Regions from separate parts of the Mus musculus genome. Here region 2 is linked to region 1. Evidence: chromatin contacts called from public HiChIP or PLAC-seq data. All regions are on one chromosome and are shown on one strand. The core of a region is the stretch at or near the end of the contact, and the rest is flanking DNA. Distances in the headings are between cores, read along the strand shown.

Region 1 (4,012 bases), core at 1,468-3,967:
TCAGAGCTAACCCACCCAAGTGTTGTCTGCAGGCCATACATACACAGGCAACCCATTAGTCCTAATCCTGACCCTGCTAGAAAGTAAGCAAAGAAGAAAATAGGACACGAAGCCTCTTGCTTCAAAGGTATAAAAGAATGACTGCATAGAATATACTGAACCCTTTGTATCAAGCCTCTTCCTCCACAACCTGAGGTCAAGAAGCAAAACCAGAGTTGCTTGGGCAGAAGAGGCCATGTATATTACACATGTACATGATCACAACGTATGAGATGGCTGCCTTAGAACATGTTATGGGAGGTGACAGGAAAGAGCAGCCAGTGGAAACCAAAAATGTTTGACCAGCATGAAGCAAAGGCCAACAAGATCAGCTATGGCTTTACATGAGGGAGCCCACAAAGCTTACTAGACCATAGGCAAAATGCTGCTCCTGGAGAGACAAACACATGAGCTATGTACTTCCACAGAGGGAGCAGACACCAGTAACTAGCTACCCTCTAGTTCTGCCTCTGTTTCAGATACCAAAGTTCTCTAGGAAGACAATCTACCAAAACAGCAAGAGTATACCACACCCCTCTCTTTAAGATTCACAAAGATTTGGCAATCAAGACTCTAGCCTAAGATTACTTACCTAACAATATAGAGACCTATGCAAGTTTAACACAACTTGAAAGAAAGCCAATATGCTTTCTCAGCGTGACTGAAAGATGTCCCCCAAAACACATCCAACACAGGAAATGATGCAGTAAAGAACAACATCTCTTCAGGGCTGGCCAGAAAGCTAAGTACAGGAAGATGCTTGCCACCAAGCCTGACCACAAAGCCAACTACTATACTGTCTTCTGGCCTCCGTATACATGTCAAGGCATGCAAGCCAAGGCATGCACACACAGAGACAGACAGAGAGTAGGAGAGAACATTCTTAGAAATAAGTACATTAAAACAATTACAAATGTGCTTAAGCAGACTTAAGTATATCACAGTGGGCAGAACTCAAACGCTGCAAAGCACGCAGCCCAAGGCTGCATTCAATGTCTCAGGCATTGTCTGAAGACTTGTAAGGCGAAGGCAAAGCTTCCCTCACAGAAATGGCTCACAACCTTTCTAATGCTTTGCCCTTTAATACAGCTCCTCCTGGTGTAGTGACGCCCAACCATAAAATCTGTTGTTACTTCATACCTGTAATTCTGCTACTATCACGAATGGTAATATAAATATCTGATATGCAGGATGTCTGATACGTCACCCCAAAGGGGCCGTGACCCACAGTTTGAGAACCACTGCCTTAGAGGCACGGATGATACAATGTGCATCAAGCACTTGAGACAGCCGCTGGATACACAGGCCACATATACCACCCGCAGACAAGCACTGTGTGACTAACCCCAGCACTCGCAGACGTTCCTTACAGTTTTACAAAACTCGGGCACTTTAAAGCAAATCCACTCTAAAACTCTCGTGAGAGAACTGTTTGAAATCTGGCTCCTCACTCTGTCAACAGATAAAGTCTACTCAGTGCTGGGAGCCATTCTAACTACGGTAAGGGCTGCTAGTGGCCATCTGGCAACACATGCAGGAAACATCACGGGAGCAAGATGATGCCAAAACTAAGGGGTGTCTCTGGACAGCTCTGTTCCCACCCTAATCCACCAGCGTCCCTTGCATGAAACAAGATCATATTACCAGAAATTGGATCATAAGGTATCACGGAAATGTTATCATTATCAAGTACCTGGGTTGTCACCAATTGCAAAAAGGACCAGGGTATTCCATACGTGCATACGCCCGTGTCAAAAGATTTTTAAGTAACCAGTCTCAGCGGTCTACTATGTCATTCAAGTTTTCTTTCAAACGACTGTAGCTCCTAACTTTTACAACTGTCAGTCTGTCACTTGATTATTGGAACATGAGATGACTTACTTCAAGTGAACAATATAATAAGTCACCGACATTTGGTTTAGTGTCCAAATTCTCTCCCTTCCCTTTCGTAACTATTATTAGGAAATCTAGACGTGGTCCAATAAAGTCACAAACAGGGATTGTAAAAGGGAGACTCCAGTTGTAACACCCAAAAAGTGAAAACCGGTCAAACGGCTGTAACCAGAGAGATCATTACACGGCAGACGTCCTCCCAGGTAAGGAGCCTCGGTGACAGAAGGCACTCGGAAGGGAGGACAGGGTTATGAGTCCTCTCACCAGGAAAGAATGCTGACCACACCTACGCTGCTGGCCTGAGTCAGAGTGGAGGCCAGGCGCGGGGGAGAGGAAAAGGCTATGAAGGGAGGAGGAAGCGAGGCTGGGGAGGGGAGCGGGGACAGGAAGGGAGGCTGGGAGGGAGCCCCGCCGCCCGGGCCCACCTCAGCAACGTCTCCAGGGCGCCCTCATGCTTGTCCAGCGGGCGACCGAGCGCCGAGCGCCGCAGTTTGCTGAGCTCCTCGGCCGCACGGCAGTACTGGGCCTGCTCCTCGCCGCCGCTCGGGTACGTCTGCTGGATGAACTTCACCAGCGGCTTGGCCAGGTCCACCTCCGAGGTCTTCTTCAGCTGCACCCAGATGAACGACGCCATGGTGAGCGCCCGGCCGCCGCGTCGGGCCGCACAGACGGAGGGACAGCGACCACGGCCTAGGCGCGCTCGGCACCGGCAGCGGAGGAGCGGACCGACGGGCCGACGGACTGGGCCGCCAGCGCTTCGAGCTGGCCACTTCCGGGAGCCCCCGCGCAGGCGCAGTCGGAGGGGCGCGCCGCTCGGTCACGTGATGGTGCCACCAAAGCGTCGCTCACCTGGGCTCGCCTGTGCGGCGCCTGCGTGGTGGGATCAGGCGGTAGCCTACTGCGATGATTAAATTTTCAAAAAGATTCTTTTGGTTATTTTGGTTTGGTTTGGTTGTTTTGTTCGAGACTGGGTTTCTCTGTGTAGCCCTGGCTATCTTGGAACTGACTTGTAGTCCAAGCCGGCCTCGAACTCGCGGAGATCTTCCTGCCTATGCCTCCCCAATGCTGGGATTAAAGGCATACGCCACTACCACCCGGCTCAAGAAGATTTTAAATTCTCCTTAGATTCTGCTCTATTTTTCTTTTTAAAATATTTTTAATTGATTGTATTTTTCCTTTTTTATTACAAAAATTAATTTTATAGGTCAATATATTCTGCCCGGTGGTGAAATGCTCCTTTGTTATGCTTTCTCCTATGAGACCAGACCCTGGGGAGTATTGTGATGTGCGGTTGAAGGTCCATTGTGTGTGCAGCCTTACCCCCACCCCCACCCCCCAGGGCAAAAGTAGAAAAAGTCCCTGCCTTCGTGCAGTCTTCCAGGTAAGGACACAGTCGGTAGTAAGGTACGTAAAAAGAGATCTCTTAGAAGAACATAGCATAAGCAAGATAATTTAAGAAACATCCTCCCAGAAGATGAATTTAAAAGAATACTCGCAATTTGACATTAAAAGAGAGCACGGGTGGAGAGACTTAAGTGGGAAGAGGCCCCAGACCTAAAGCACGAGTATCCCATATCCAGAACTTAAAAGGGAAGTAGAGACTAGAATGAAAGGAAGTTGAAGAGTGACACCACAAATCATTATGAAACTTGTAGTCAGTGTCTAGAATCTATTTAGTACAATCAGTCGTACTTAAGCAATTTTTTTTATATTTTTTACAAAGGCCTCCCTGGGTAACTGGGGAAATAGATTAGCAGTTAAAGACTGTTTGCTGCTCTGCCTGAGTGAGAGGCCGACCTGGGTTCCCAGTAGCCTCTTTAGGAACACACTCAACACCTGTAACTCAAGGCGACCCATCACCCTCTTGGGGCCTCCTCTGGGGCCAGCCCTCACGCGCACATACATAGAATGTTTCTTGAAGGCCTCCCAGAAGACAAGTCTGGTATTTTTACTGTTTATTTTTATTATGGTTTATTTATTGGGGAGTACTCAGAGGTCAGAGGTCAACTTCTGGAATCAGTCCCTTCTACCACGTGGGTCTCAGGGGTGGAACTCAGGTGGGCATGATTGACAGCAAGCA
Region 2 (4,372 bases), core at 467-2,966, 280 kb after region 1:
GGGGCCCGCGCATAGGTGTGGCGGCGGGCAGTGGGGCCGCGCGCGCACCAACGCTCGGGTCCATACTTACTGAGCAGGACTGCAGGTTGAGGCTCACCAGCTCGTGGCAGTGGTTCTGAATGTGTTTCAGAGCTTCGTCCTCTAACTGAGTGGATGGAGGAAATGAAAGAGGGGTGGAATCCAGGTGAGAGAATGGATCGGGCACCAAGATGACCACCACAGCAAGGAAAACAGGCTGACCAGATGTGTGACCTCTGTACCTGTGTACAACCCCTCAGGAGCAGGGCTTTCAAACCCCGGCACCCCCGCACCAGCGCCTCAATGCCTTCCTTTGTGATCTGGTCACACCAGGAGAGGTTCAGATATTCCAGGTTCCGGCAGCCCTCGCTGAGAGAACAAAGAACAACAGCACCCTGTGCAGCCTCCTGCAGAAGGTGCTGAACTCAGTACACCACAAACAACCTAGAGAGGAGACTAGGCCAGGGCCTGGCGGAACCACTTCCTCCTCACCCAGTGAAGCCACCAGGAATGCCTCAGTCCAAGGCACTGACCATACTAGGACTGGGTTTAGGGGTTCTCTGTGCAAGTGCACATATGTGTGGGTGCATGGTCCATATGGCCAGAGGTTGACTTCGAGGTATCTTCCTCAGTTGCTTGCCACCTTTTGTTATTAATTTTTAAAAAAATCAGTTGATTGTAATGAACTCACAAACAAAAAACATGACATAGTTAGATTAAGGTAGAGAATCAAACAAATACTAACCTAGCCTCAAATTCTGCACATCTCAGTGAGCCCCTGTGCAGTTAGAAGGGCCATTCCAGAGCCACAAGTTTTGCCTAGAATTTCACACGTTCACTATTAATTACAATTTATTGTACTTATCCACCATCAAAAGAAAATGATAGCACTGAAAATAGAAAACGGGGCTGGAGAGGTGGCTCAGTGGTTAAGAGCACTGGCTGCTCTTCCAGAGGTCCTGAGTTCAAATCCCAGCAACCACATGGTGGCTCACACCTGTCTGTAACTCCAGTTCCAGAGGACCTGACACCCTCACACAGACATACATTCAGGCAAAACACAAATGCACTTAAAAATAAATTTAAAAAAAGAAAATAGAAAATAATTAGCTTTAAAATCTCTTTCAAATTTTAAGTGTGTGTGGTTATATGTCTCTGAATGCAGTGGCCCACCGTGTCCAGAAAACGAGAAAACTAGAGGCAACTGTTAGCTGTCTGCCATGGTGCTGGGAACTTGGTTCCTCTGCAGGAGCAGTGCGTGCTCCTAACTGTGGCGCCCTCTCCCCAGCCCTAGCTTTACATCCTGCATTCTGCCCCCCCCCCCCTACCTCACAGGGTCTCTCAGTGAACCTGGCTGGATTCGGTGCCCCAATTCAGCGAGGCTGGTCGGCCAGTGAGCCCCAGGTCTCCTCCCCAGCACTGCAGCCCTGGGGTCACTGGCTGTCTACGTGGATTCTGGGACTTGTCTTTATTGCCTTACAGACAGAGCCACCTCCTCGGCCCACACTTTTTTTTTTTGACCCCCCTCCCCCAATGCCAAGCGCTCTCACCTGATGCCCTTTAAAGAGCTGTTGGTAACAGACACGCAGGACGTGAGATCCAGGTGTTTCAGCTTGGAACAGAATCTGCTAAGGCTGTAACACGTGCTGAAACGAGGCAGACATACTAAAGACGTTTCCAACCTTGTTTTCCGCCTGTCTCCTTGTGGCCACTCCCGCCCTAGACCCGTCCTTAACCCTACCTGTCAGTGATTTTCGTGCAGCCATTGAGGTTTAAATGTTCAATGTTCCGGCAGTTCTGTGCAAAGGTCCTAAAATGAGAAGGAAAAAAAGAGTTGTTTTTCCCCAACCTAACAAAAACGCTGCAAAGCAAAACACCAGTGGCTACAAGTGCTCTGGCGGCTGCAAGGTGGCCACTAGAGGGCAGCACAACCATCCACTTCAAACTGCTTTCCAAGTCCACTCTAACTCGGCAAAGGCCACAGACTCCTTGGCAGATACAGGGCTCAGTAACCTGGGCCGCTCCCAGACGCTGCCTACTGCTAGCCTGGCATAAAGACCCAAGCTACCTGTCAGCTAACCCTCCTCCAGCCCCACCTTGGGGGTCATCTGAGATGGGAGGCCTGATACTTCTCGACTGGAAAAGTCCACTTGAAGCAAGGTAAGACCTCTGTGCTGTGCCCTGGGGCACTCTGACCACTGTCAGTCTTGTTAGTATCAAGAGCCATCATCTACAGGCAAGAACCCCAAGTTATGAAGAACAGCTGCCTTCCTTACGGTGGGTGAGAGCAGGACCAGACGCAGAAAGCTACACATGACTACCGCTCCCTGCATCGTCCTGAGGCACTTCAGCGGGTCTCACGGGTCCTGGCTATTCCATGACATCTCCACCACCTCCAAAACCTAGCCACCTAGAGCCTGTATCTGCTCATTCTGCCCTGCTGTGTGAGGATGGGGAACCAAAGTGGATCCCTGGGGCAGGGCTAGGAAGATGAAACCCAAGAAGTCCATGGGGCTCATCAGGGGCCACGGAATCGAATGCCAGCAGCTGCCATGTGCTACCCTGATATGTGCATGTGAGCAACTCCCACGGCCGGGGAAAGAATTAGCTAGAAGCATGACACCAGAGATGCCATGCAGAGACCTTCAGCCTATGAGCACTTGCTGCTCTTCCAGAAGACCTCAGTCTCTTTCCCAGTACCCAAAGGCTGCGCACAACCATCTATAAATCCAGTTGCAGGGAATCCAGGGCCCTCTGATGGCCTCTGCAGGCACTGCGTGCCTGTGCAGACAAACACGTATACACATAAAACAAACAAACAAAAAAAGAAAACAAAAACTTGAGTCTTTAAAACCAGTCTGACTGATTTCTATGTTGCTGGCGATCATGGGCTCCCCACATTCTACAAGAGCATTCTCCCTCAAGCTACGTCCTGCCAGCCCCAAGACTAAGAGAGGGTACGATCCCCAAAAGAACAGTCAAACCAATGAAGAATCAAACTCAAAACAGCCTTTATAGGAACAAAATGTGTTCCACACCTAAGAATGTGGAGCTCGTGATGTCTGCACACACCGAACAAAAGAGGAAACTAAATCTGTAATGGACACCACTGCCCAATCAAAGTTTACTCAAACGGGACAGAGCAAGAACAGGGCAAGGGCCCTGAAGGTTATCACTGAGTCACCCAGAATGCTGTGCAGCTGCGGCACAGAGTGGCCGAGCTGAAATGTACTGGACGGACTTCTACAGCAGGAAGAAGATCAGTGTGGCTGAAGATTCATCAGGGACACTCCAAATAAAGCAAAGAGCAGAAGGCAGGGGGTATGCTCAGTGGCACAGGGAGCCTGGTGTGTACTAGGCTCTGGGGACAATTTTCAGTAACATGTGTACTCATACACACACACACACAGGAGCTAGTCTGTGGCATAGCTCAGTTATAAACCACAGATATGACATGTATGAGGTCCTCAGTATTGCAGGAGGCAGCGGGGAGGCGGAAAATCAATGTATAAAAATTAATCAGGTTTCTATTTCTATTAATGAACAATATGGAAGGTCAGAGCAAAGCATACATTCTGCAACAGCACTCTCCTTCCCAGCACCCGTGTGAGGTGGCTCACAAACACCGGCAACTCCAACTCCCGGGGATCGGATGTCCCCTCAAATATACACACCCCACCCCACCCCAACAGATAAGCATATACACATAATTTAAAATAAAAATTTTAAAGACTATTTAGAACTAAGTCTGACAAAACATGGATGCAGCTTTCACACTGCTCGGTGCGAGCCGTGAGGAGCTGAACACTTGAAGCTGACACGACAGCTCTGTAAGCAGGGTTGGAAACCAACTGTCAGCTTCCAAGACATGATGGCACTAGCTGTTGAAGTGTGTGTGGCCAACTATAAGACACAGATTGCGCAAGAATAACTGGATGTCTGCAGGCAAACCCCAAACCTGAATGTGTGCCCCTTTCCACATATAAAGACCAGTTCTGTTCAGGGGCATGGGTCAGTGGGAAAGTCCGGCATGAGTGAGACCCTGGGCTCAGTCACCAACAACTGTCCCCAAATAGTCAAACAAGGCGTGGAGAGATGGCTCAGCAGTTAAGAGCACTGGCTGCTCTTCCAGAGGTCCTGAGTTCCCAGCACCCACATGGCAGCCCACAACTGTCCGTAACTCTAGTTCTAAAGGATCTGACACCCTCATTCAGACACACGTGCAGGTAAAACACCAAAGCACATGGAATCTTTTAAGTCAAAATAGAGCTGAGTTGCTGGGCTGTGGTGGTGCACGCCTTTATCCCAGCACTTGGGAGGCAGAGGCAGGCGGATTTCTGAGTTCGAGGGCAGC

Evidence for each region. HiChIP or PLAC-seq counts read pairs in DNA pulled down with a chosen protein or histone mark.
Region 2: a contact with region 1 is called in an H3K4me3 HiChIP or PLAC-seq map of fetal liver, with 4 times the contacts expected there. The contact joins the enhancer-like site here to the promoter of Pdcd6ip in region 1. A contact is called at or near these places in 2 of 39 promoter capture datasets (hematopoietic stem and progenitor cells and liver), 5 of 115 datasets of contacts at active chromatin or transcription factors (the 230-238 cell line, cardiomyocytes, embryonic midbrain and 2 more) and 2 of 9 other capture datasets (liver and pancreatic islet).

Annotation. Positions count from the first base shown.
Region 1 is chr9:113,705,542-113,709,553 of GRCm38.p6, forward strand. Pdcd6ip (programmed cell death 6 interacting protein) reads right to left here and starts at 2,718. Exons shown (of 18, transcript NM_011052.2): 1 at 2,358-2,718. The coding sequence starts at 2,566.
Region 2 is chr9:113,989,050-113,993,421 of GRCm38.p6, forward strand. Fbxl2 (F-box and leucine-rich repeat protein 2) reads right to left here. Exons shown (of 15, transcript NM_178624.6): 6 at 1,760-1,828; 7 at 1,569-1,664; 8 at 261-387; 9 at 71-145. Among named protein-coding and RNA genes, the nearest start is that of Fbxl2, 36 kb to the right of the region's middle. Within about 2 kb of position 1,717, at least 32 of the 459 cell types and tissues checked have an H3K27ac peak or open chromatin away from gene starts, as enhancers often do. A contact at or near this core is called in fetal liver, where this site is marked.